Regions from separate parts of the Hordeum vulgare genome. Here region 2 is linked to region 1. A link is a contact called in public Hi-C data. All regions are on one chromosome and are shown on one strand. The core of a region is the stretch at or near the end of the contact, and the rest is flanking DNA. Distances in the headings are between cores, read along the strand shown. Region 1 holds the start of LOC123425284 (protein STRUBBELIG-RECEPTOR FAMILY 7-like). Region 2 holds the start of LOC123425286.

The links. Hi-C and Micro-C count contacts between places; a contact is called where the count stands out from the background.
Region 2: a contact with region 1 is called in a Hi-C map of leaf, with 3 times the contacts expected there. The contact joins the promoter of LOC123425286 here to the promoter of LOC123425284 in region 1. A contact is called at or near these places in 5 of 6 Hi-C or Micro-C datasets (leaf, seedling and an unstated tissue) and 1 of 1 datasets of contacts at active chromatin or transcription factors (embryo).

Annotation. Positions count from the first base shown.
Region 1 is chr2H:96,097,024-96,101,609 of MorexV3_pseudomolecules_assembly, forward strand. LOC123425284 (protein STRUBBELIG-RECEPTOR FAMILY 7-like) reads right to left here and starts at 2,611. Exons shown (of 17, transcript XM_045108965.1): 1 at 2,244-2,611. The coding sequence starts at 2,394.
Region 2 is chr2H:96,256,779-96,261,364 of MorexV3_pseudomolecules_assembly, forward strand. LOC123425286 reads right to left here and starts at 2,155. Exons shown (of 7, transcript XM_045108967.1): 1 at 2,034-2,155; 2 at 576-644; 3 at 396-466. The coding sequence starts at 624.

The DNA.
Region 1 (4,586 bases), core at 1,361-3,860:
AGTATTTCACGTAAATGACTATAACTATGTTTTGTTCTTACTTTTTTCTTCCCAACGTAAGTATTTTTAAACACACAAAAAAGGATTTTCTTAGTTCATATGTACCAATATTCCCTTTCATTTCCTTCTACACCCAGAAACAATAGTTAACTCGTCTTATGGGATTGGGAATATGGCTACTCATTCCATCACTAATGTTGTAATACTGTGAAGGATAGTGATGTTCCGTATGATTCAGTTCATTCTATAACAAGTTGGAATTGGTTATTAAAGATTTTGTAAACAATGATTAATTAGACAGTTTCGAAGTTGACTTTGCAAATAACTAGTCATGTCTAATAAGGTATCCCCATTATTTTGTAAACGAAGACAAGTAAGACATTGAGGGCTGTCACTGCATAAGAATACACAATTTTTGGGAGAATCAGTAATACAGGTTGATCGACATTTCAGGTAAATGACTGTAATTGTGTTTTGTTCTTACTTGTCTTCCCAATGAAAATATTTTTCAACACAAAAAATGCAAAACGAAATTATTGTTTAGTTCATATGTACTTCCTCTGTCTTGGTTTATAAGACATGTGTGTCGTTCTAGGTTGATAATTTAACTAGGTAAATATGTATTATATTTGATGAAAAATATATGTTTAGAAAGTACATCCGCTTAAGAATCCAATGATATACTTTTGGTGACATATAACTCATATTTAGTTAGTCAAATCGATGACCTAAAACTACGTGCAAACCCTATATACCAAGACGGAGGGAGTAGCAAATACTTAACTCGTCTAATGGGATTGCAAATGTGGTTACTCATTCCATCGCTAATGTTGTAACAGTGTGAAGGGTAGTGATGTTATGTATGATTCAATTCATTCCTGAGTGTTGGAATTGGCCATTAAAGATTTTGTAAACAATTATTAATTTTATATAGTACGGTTACAAAATAATACCAGACGTGTCTTGCTAATGTTTGTAACAGTGTGGAGGATAATGATGTTATGTACTGTATGATTCAGTTCATTCCAGCGTGTTGGAATTGGTCATTAAAGATTTTGTAAACAACAATAATTCTATATTACAAGTGTTACGGTGATTGGGGAGTTTACATGCCGTCCATCCACACTAATCCGATGGTGAAAAAATAGGAGTTACGAGGAATGACGAAAATGAAATTACGGGAAATTACACGTAACCGTGGGACCAATACAAAATTTTGATGGAACCAGTTACTTTACCATTCTTTCTTTTTATAAAAAATAATATCTGTAAATAATTTTTCAGATCCGATGGTTAGAAAAAATTAAAGACAGAGTTACATGACCATCGACAATTTCGAAGTTGACTTTGCAAATAACTAGTTGTCTCTAATAAGGTATCCCCGTTATTCTGTGACCAAATGCCCATCAAAGTTAATTTGATTATGGAACCAAATGAAATATTAATAGAATCAAGGACTGGGTTTTCTTGGCAATCACACAAATATATTTTTCGGACGAGCAGCTGTCTGCAACCTCGCACAAAACCAGGCATAAAAGAAGAAATGATCTGAATTTTTCACAGACTCCCTGCTGAAGTCTGACATCTGGGTGCATAAAACCAAGCAGTTCCCATCAAATGCGTCATGAGTACATCAAGAACAACGAAGAAAGGGTGAGGGGGGATAAATCGAGAACTTGTCACAAATTTAGCATCACTGCTAGGAAAATATTACTATAACCTTAGGAAAAATAGAACTTCTGAAAACTCTGCTATCTGATCATCCCAAACTTCAATAGCCCTAGAATCCCCACCACGAAAGGACCAAAGAGCAGCAGCAGGAAGGGACGAAGAGCTACAGAAACATCTTTTCCCGGCTTGGTTAAATGACACACCTACCAAGGAAAATGTTTATGGGATGCCGATGAACAAAGTAGAGCTCCAAATTGACCAAAATTATAAAAGCAAGGAAGGGTCGAATGAGACTGTTGGGTTCCATGAATCATCAGCAGCGCAACTGTTTCCTGCTCTCATCTAAACCTAACATTTCAGGAATCCAGGAATGGGCATCAAAAGCGGCCTGTCTACAGCTGAAGTGAACCACCAAAGCAAGGGGGGGAAGGAACCAAGAACACAGATTTTCCCCATCCGTTGCTACTCAGCCAAGCTAAGAAATGCATTGTTTCTTGGTTTTCCGAAGTATAAAATCAAACAAAAAGAACAAATAAAAATGGCTATATGAAGTAATAATCTCACTGGCTTACCATCGTTGGAGTCGGTGTTGGCGTGAGCCCCCATGGAGGCAGTGGCCAAGAAGAGCAGCAGCGCTCCAATGGCCGCAGCTCCTCTCCCCCTCATCTTGGCCGTGGCCGTGGCCGTGGCCGTGGTCGTGGTCGTGGCTGCTGCGTTGGTCATGGCAGCAGTAGCTCGTCTGCACTCTGCAGGCTCGCTGCAACGCCCAATAACTTATGCTCCGAAAAAGGTCTCTTTTGCGCCCCCTGCTTTTGTTTATTTGGTATATTCTTTTTCTTTTTTCTCGGTGCTGACATGTCCTTTTTTTCCCCAGTGGATTGTGTATTTGTCAGCAAGCTGGAATCAGGGAGGAGGGGAAGGGCTTTAAAGAAGTGCACATCGCACGCTGAGAAACCCCTCGGAAATGGCAAAAACTAATTATTCTCTCACTGGTCGTGTCATCTTCTGTAGCGCTCATTTTGGGGGCTTGGGGCCGAGGCAAGATTTTTGCGCAGGCCGGTTGTATCGGCTTGATACAACGAGTGAACGAAAATATCAGCAATGCTACATATACAGTCAATTACGGACTGATTTTGTTTACATGATGACATGACAACAGGTGATTGGAGAAAAAAAGAGTGAGGCGGGCCATCCATATCGTTGGTCAAAAAAAGGAAAAGATGTTTGCAACGTCTTTGTACAGCTTTTGCCTTCTTTCCAGTGAGATGAGATTTGTTGTGCACGTATATATTGTTTCGAGTAAGTGAAATGCTGAAAACAAGAAGGAACTCTTGTATCCGCATACCAAAAACGCACAGTTACAAAAGAAGATTTGGGGCCAAGTTTCGTTCAGAAGTTTTATACTAGTGCTGTATCAGGAAGACTGCCACTTGAGCTGATGCGTGCGTGTCCTTGCGGGGAAAAAAGTTTATGTATGCGCAATGACACGTTGAGGAGGTGAGTGGAAGATGTTGCGGTCACTTCTTTTGTGGTGGTTGTGCGTCGTGGCTCCCATGCCGGAACGTTGCCGTCCGTGCGCGGTCGCTTTTGCTGATTGGCAATCAACCACACCAGATACAGGCGCTCGCATGCGTGTGCAGAGTGCTCTGCACTCCTTCATTTTCTTTAGACGGTTTCAGCATGGCCACAGTAAACTCCCAGTTCCATGCTGTTCTCCTTGAAAAGAGGCCCAAAGGGATCCAAAGATGCTTCGGAAACAGGCACTAAATTTCGATGCAGCCAAATTTAGTAGTGAGTTTTTTGTAAGTAAGAATTCCACATGAAACCATTTGTTTGCTCTGACTTTTTCCTTAAAAGTGGGTGCACGTTGTTCTCACCGTGATTGCACCATGCGTCCGTGTCATGATGAAGCATAATTAACCAGTATCCTTCCTGAACATCGCTTTTCTTCCTTTTCAGCATTTTTTTTTATCTTCGCCTTTTTTTCTGGGGAACGTATCCTCGCCTCTTCTGCCCAAGTGTCTAGCGTCCAGTGCTATCCGGTTAGGCGAATAATTTGCCATGCTGACCAGGTGGCCAAACCCGTCCAATTAGTACGTTACATTACGCTGCGCCCATAACCTCGTCGTTTTCGTGGGCTGTTTTCGTCTTCAGACGGACGGCTTCTCGTCGCATCCAACTGAGGTAACGTGGCTCATGAGATGAGATACAGTGGATCAAGAATTACGCCGAGGGCGACATGCTAGTATGCACACCTGTAACTGTCTCTGCTGGCCGACATACATAGAGTTTTTTTTTTGTGTGTGTGTGTGAAAGACATACATAGAGTTTAACAGCAACGTGGACGTGTGGCATGTTGTTTAGTTCTCTCTGCTTCGTCAGCGAGTTCAGGTTGGTTGCTTAATAACCGAATTGATGGACGGGGAATCGGCTGTTGACGTCGCCCAGCACGGTTTGGTTTGAGTGGCTGCGCTTTGTGTGACCTAACCTAAGTAACCTGGAAGGTGACGGGACGATCCTCGCACTCTGCTGCTGCCGTTGCATGATCGTAGCCATCCTCAGCTTGGCATCAAAACCTAGCTTGGTTAGGCTTGTGGACAGAGCGATCGGTGAAGTTTGTTGGCTGTAGCAGATGACGGGGAAGAACAATGACCAAGTTAGACCACCAACCAAGAACCACTGACGCCACCAACAGTGATTAGAAAGAAAGCGAAAGCAGTCTGCTTCATGGACATCTCTCTCTGGGACCGAATCAGAGGTGGGCGAGAGCAGTTAATTCGGTTAGCCAACTCCAGGGTCATCTCAAGGACCTATAGGGACGAGACGAGGGACCAAATGGCACGCCCTTTTTCATTGGTTGCACCCAGACGAGACGACGGATCATGTTGATCCAAGAGTGCCCAAACACTCCCGTA
Region 2 (4,586 bases), core at 905-3,404, 160 kb after region 1:
AACCTAACACAACCTTAATCTTTTTCCTGACCCATTGAACGATTTCTCACAATCCAAAGTAAATTCCCTGAATTTAAGCTCATTGGTACAAACATATCAAGGCCTTCTGTACTTATCTACATCTGTACCAGTCCAAATATAGTGCATATTCCAAGCAGCAAGCACAATACCGTGTCAAAACTCAAAAACAGATCTCTTTTCTTTCCATGACCCTCATTCAAATATCAAAACTATCCAATATTCAAATGTGATATTCGATAATGTAACTTAGATTTTGGAAGCTAAAGTAATTCCCTAAAAATAAGATACCTACCAGGACAGTGCTACTAAGTAATGATAACTCAATTTATTCACAATTTAATCAGAATTATTTTTGCAAGAGCATTCCGGTTAACCTTTGCTACCATGCGCTGGAAGGTGACATCCTCATCATCGATCTTGTCCTTTCCCTTCCCATACTTTCTATCTGCATATGCATAAGCCCAAAGGTGATGATTTAAGAAAATGTCCAATAAACCAAAAAGGAGAAGAATCACTTGTCCACACTGGGACTGGAGAATGATGAAATCACTAACCTTTGGGGTCGCTGAGGTTAGTGTACTCACGAACCTCACGTCCAGACATGTCTGAGAGCTCGGCTGGCCCTATTTATATTCAGATCCAACATTAGGTACAATTTTTCAAACCGAGAAGGGTAAAAGTTTGAACAGAGTTTTTTTTTGACAAAACCAATAATTAGTATAGGAAAAACAATAAAAAGAACCTTCAAAGAGAAATGGTATGACTCAACTGGGTCTAACAATTGGTAATTTCAACCAAAAATGAATTGGTAGTTGAGCTCTTACTGTCTCAAACTACCGTCCAAACACAAATTGTGTTAACTTGTCATGGCCGGCAAATTCTTATTTAGCGATCGTCTGACTTTGTTGTCCGAAAGTACTTTTTCTATAAGACAACTTAACATCTCAGTACATGGTAATTGAATGTGCTATACTGTACAACATTTACAATCTGGACATGTGACAGATACTTCTAAAAACTATTTAAGATGGATCCAATATCCAATATTGGATCCATCTCCTCCTATGACCATTCTATGAGCTCTTACAGTAAAGCACATTCAAAATGAGCATAGGAGATGGATCCAATATTCACTCCTGGTACAGTGGTTTCAGCTCATAAAAAGCAGAATAATTTGGCAGGAGATAATATATGCAAGTGTTTGAGGATGTTTGTTGCAGCTGTGGGCAAGCCTGGGACATGTGATCAAGATGCAGTTTCAGGTGTGGCTGATATGACAATGCAAGGTGCAAACAGGACATAATTAGTGCTGCAGCAAAATCAGCATCAAGGTTGGTGAAGGAATCCCCAAACTGAAGCAGTCATCCAGAGGCAGACTTGATGTGAGGCTTGGGGTTTGGGGGGTACGCCAAACTCGAAATTCATCCGATAAGTAAGTAAATGGGCCGACAATTTGAGTAGTCCTATCCTAAAGAAACACGATGCTCTGCCCTCTCGCTCATCAATTAGAGACAAAAAAAAGGGAGAAATAACTAGCAGCTCAATCAGATCTGAGGCTTGCTCTTCCCTAGCTCTAGGTCATCAGTCTGTTAACTAAGAATGTAATACTACTGCCGCCAATGTAGTCCAATCATTTTCTTCAGGCCTTTTTTGTTCCAAATAACTTGCTTCTACTTGCTGGGTGCCACCCTGCCAACTCCCACTGATGCCAAGCAGGGCACTCCAATTTAACCAATTGTGCATTAATACTTTGAATTTAGTAGTAATGCGAGAGCTTGGAGTGGGCGGAGCCGATGCATACTCAACCCTAGCCGTTAAGGCAAACTGGCTCGGTAAATATAATGAGAGGACGAAATAACAGAGTCAATACGGCAATATACGCAGTAACATGCTACTCTTAACCCTAGGTTTGGCAGGGGCAGTGGAGGCGCGCGCATCCACCCGCCTGAGATGGTGGGCAGCGGGGAGGGAGGGCGATGGCCGACGGAGAAACCGAGGAAGGCGAGGCCTACCCGATGCAGTGCGTCGGAGAGAGGTGGGCGGTGCGGCGGCGGTGGAGTCCAACTTGCGGCGGACCGGGGAGAGCGTGTCGCCGTGTCGCTATGGAGGCAGAGGGACGCCGCTGACCGCTTGGCACGGAGAGAGAGGGAGGAGAGGAAAATAAACGTAGGGATCGTCCCGGAACGCTGATCGTTTCCTCGGGCCGGCCCAGGCCCATCAGGCCTCGTTTGCCATTCGGGGATTCACGACTTTGAGAGGAAAATCCCCGCGAGGGTCACAAACCTCATAGAACCTCATGCATCTATTTGATAAGAGGGGTTTGCTTAGCCGAATCCCCTCTATTTCCCGTCAAACTCTTTCTATCCATGTGTTTCAGGACCCTCCTCGAGGGACTGGTGGAAACAAACCCCGAGGGATTTGAGAGGATTGGATGGAAGGAAGGGATTCATCAAATCCCCTCCTCCCCAAACCTCCCCAATCCATTTCTACCAAACAAAGCCTCAGCGGTCGGACATTCCTTCTTCGATCTGTTTTTCCCAAATTCACTAATCAGTATACTTCCCTGATGCAGATCTTCTCAAAGCTGAGCTTGTAAGCTGATCTTGATGGACGAGACATGTTTGAGGCAAGGGATCATCCGCAGAGTTGAAAACGAAAACACTATGGGCATTTGGAGACACAACTGGCTACCACGGACAGGGGATGATGAGGCCTATATCTTCACTAATTCTAACCCACCGTGCTTTGTGTCCGAGTTGATAAGTACATCGGAGGCAGCATGGAATGAACAGCTCATATGTCAGGTATTCTTGCCAATTGATGCTGAGTCGATTCTTTCCATTTCATTATGCATAAGAAATATTGAAGACTTCTGGGTGTGGAACGGTGAGAAGCACAGAATGTTTTCGGTGAAGTTTGCATAGAGAATAATCTTGCAAACAAAAATTACAAGGGGAGAACTGGATTGATGAGCGAGAGGGTGCATCACGCAATGGCCAGCAAAGCAATGAATGGACACAAATGTGGGGTGTTGATGTTCCTTCCAAGGTTAAACTGTTTCCGTGAAGGATTGTGCAAAGCTCTGTTCCCACCTTCGACCTGCTCCACCATAGGAACATGTTCACCTCGGATGCATGTTGGTTTTGCGGTGAAAGGGACTCCTGGAGGCGTGCCTTGATAAATTGTTCGATAGCGAGAAGTGTCTAGGCATTGGCAGATGAGGAGCTGGTTGAGCAGATGTGCCAACATGATATGGACAATGCAAGGGATTATATATTTTTACTGATGAAACAACTACCTCATCACCTCTTCGTTCGTATGGTGATCACATTTTGGGCTATATGGTTCGCGAGGCGAATGGCGATTTATGAAGACATCTTTCCAAGCTCTATGTTGACGCATCTTTTTTATCCTGTCTTACCGCAACGAGATAGAAATCATCAAGAAACCTAACACATCTCCAGCCAGTGTCGGCACCGCGAGGACTAGCGTCTGGATTCCGCCACCTTTTGGCACGGTCAAGATTAATGTAGATGTGGCAGTGGTTGGGAGAAGGGGCGTCGGCTCGGTTGTTATCGTCTGCAAGGACAGGGATGGAGCTTTTCTGGGGGGGCTCGACCATTGTCTTTTGTGGTATCTCAGACCCGACTACATTGGAAGCTCTAGCAGTAAGAGAATCTATGGCGCTTATAGAGGACGTGAACTTACAATACATCTATATGGCGTCCGACTGCAAGGTGGTGGTTGAAGATATAAAGAGAAAGAGCGGCACGGAATATGGTGCCATTATTCATGAGACTATACGTTCTTCTTCTAGTTTTCCTAGCTGTAATTTCGTCTATGAGTTTAGGAGCTCAAATGTCAAGGCTCATAATTTAGCGAAACATGCGTTGAAACTGGAGTGGGGTCGTCATGTTTGCTTAGGTCACCCCGGTAATCTTCCATTCGTCCATGTAAACACTATGACGACTTTATAAAGCTTCACGGATTGTCTAAAAAACTAATTGAAGAGTACATCTTTCAAAGACCACTCTCATCTTCTCACTTTGTGACAAGTGGTGCACTGCATACGTGCTACTTGTTGCAACCTAAGAGATTTCATTTTTTTTCGTACATTCGTTTTTTAAACGTTTTATCTCCCCGTGCGTTCAAAACTCGAACCATTTTCACCATTGATTTTCTAGCGCCGAGATCTTCGAAAATAAATCCCATATTAATAGGTTTTGACGAACTTTTTTTCTAAAAAAAATCGGACAAAAAAACCGTATTCTCGCGATAGGATAAAACCAAAAACGCGTTTTTTCTACATTTTTCCCTTTACGAAAGACATGGTCGTGCCACGAAGGCAAAACCATGACTCTTGTAAAAAAAATTCTTTCCGAGAGACACGGAAGTGCCTCTCATGATTTTTTTCTTTGCGAGAGGCACACCTCCCATGGAAACAAAATATCGTGCCTCTTGCAAAAAAACAAAAACACATTTTTTAATTTCCGAGAGGCACGGTCATGCTTCTCGCGGAAGCAAAATCATGCCTTTCACAAGAAAAACAAAAAACACGTTTTTTC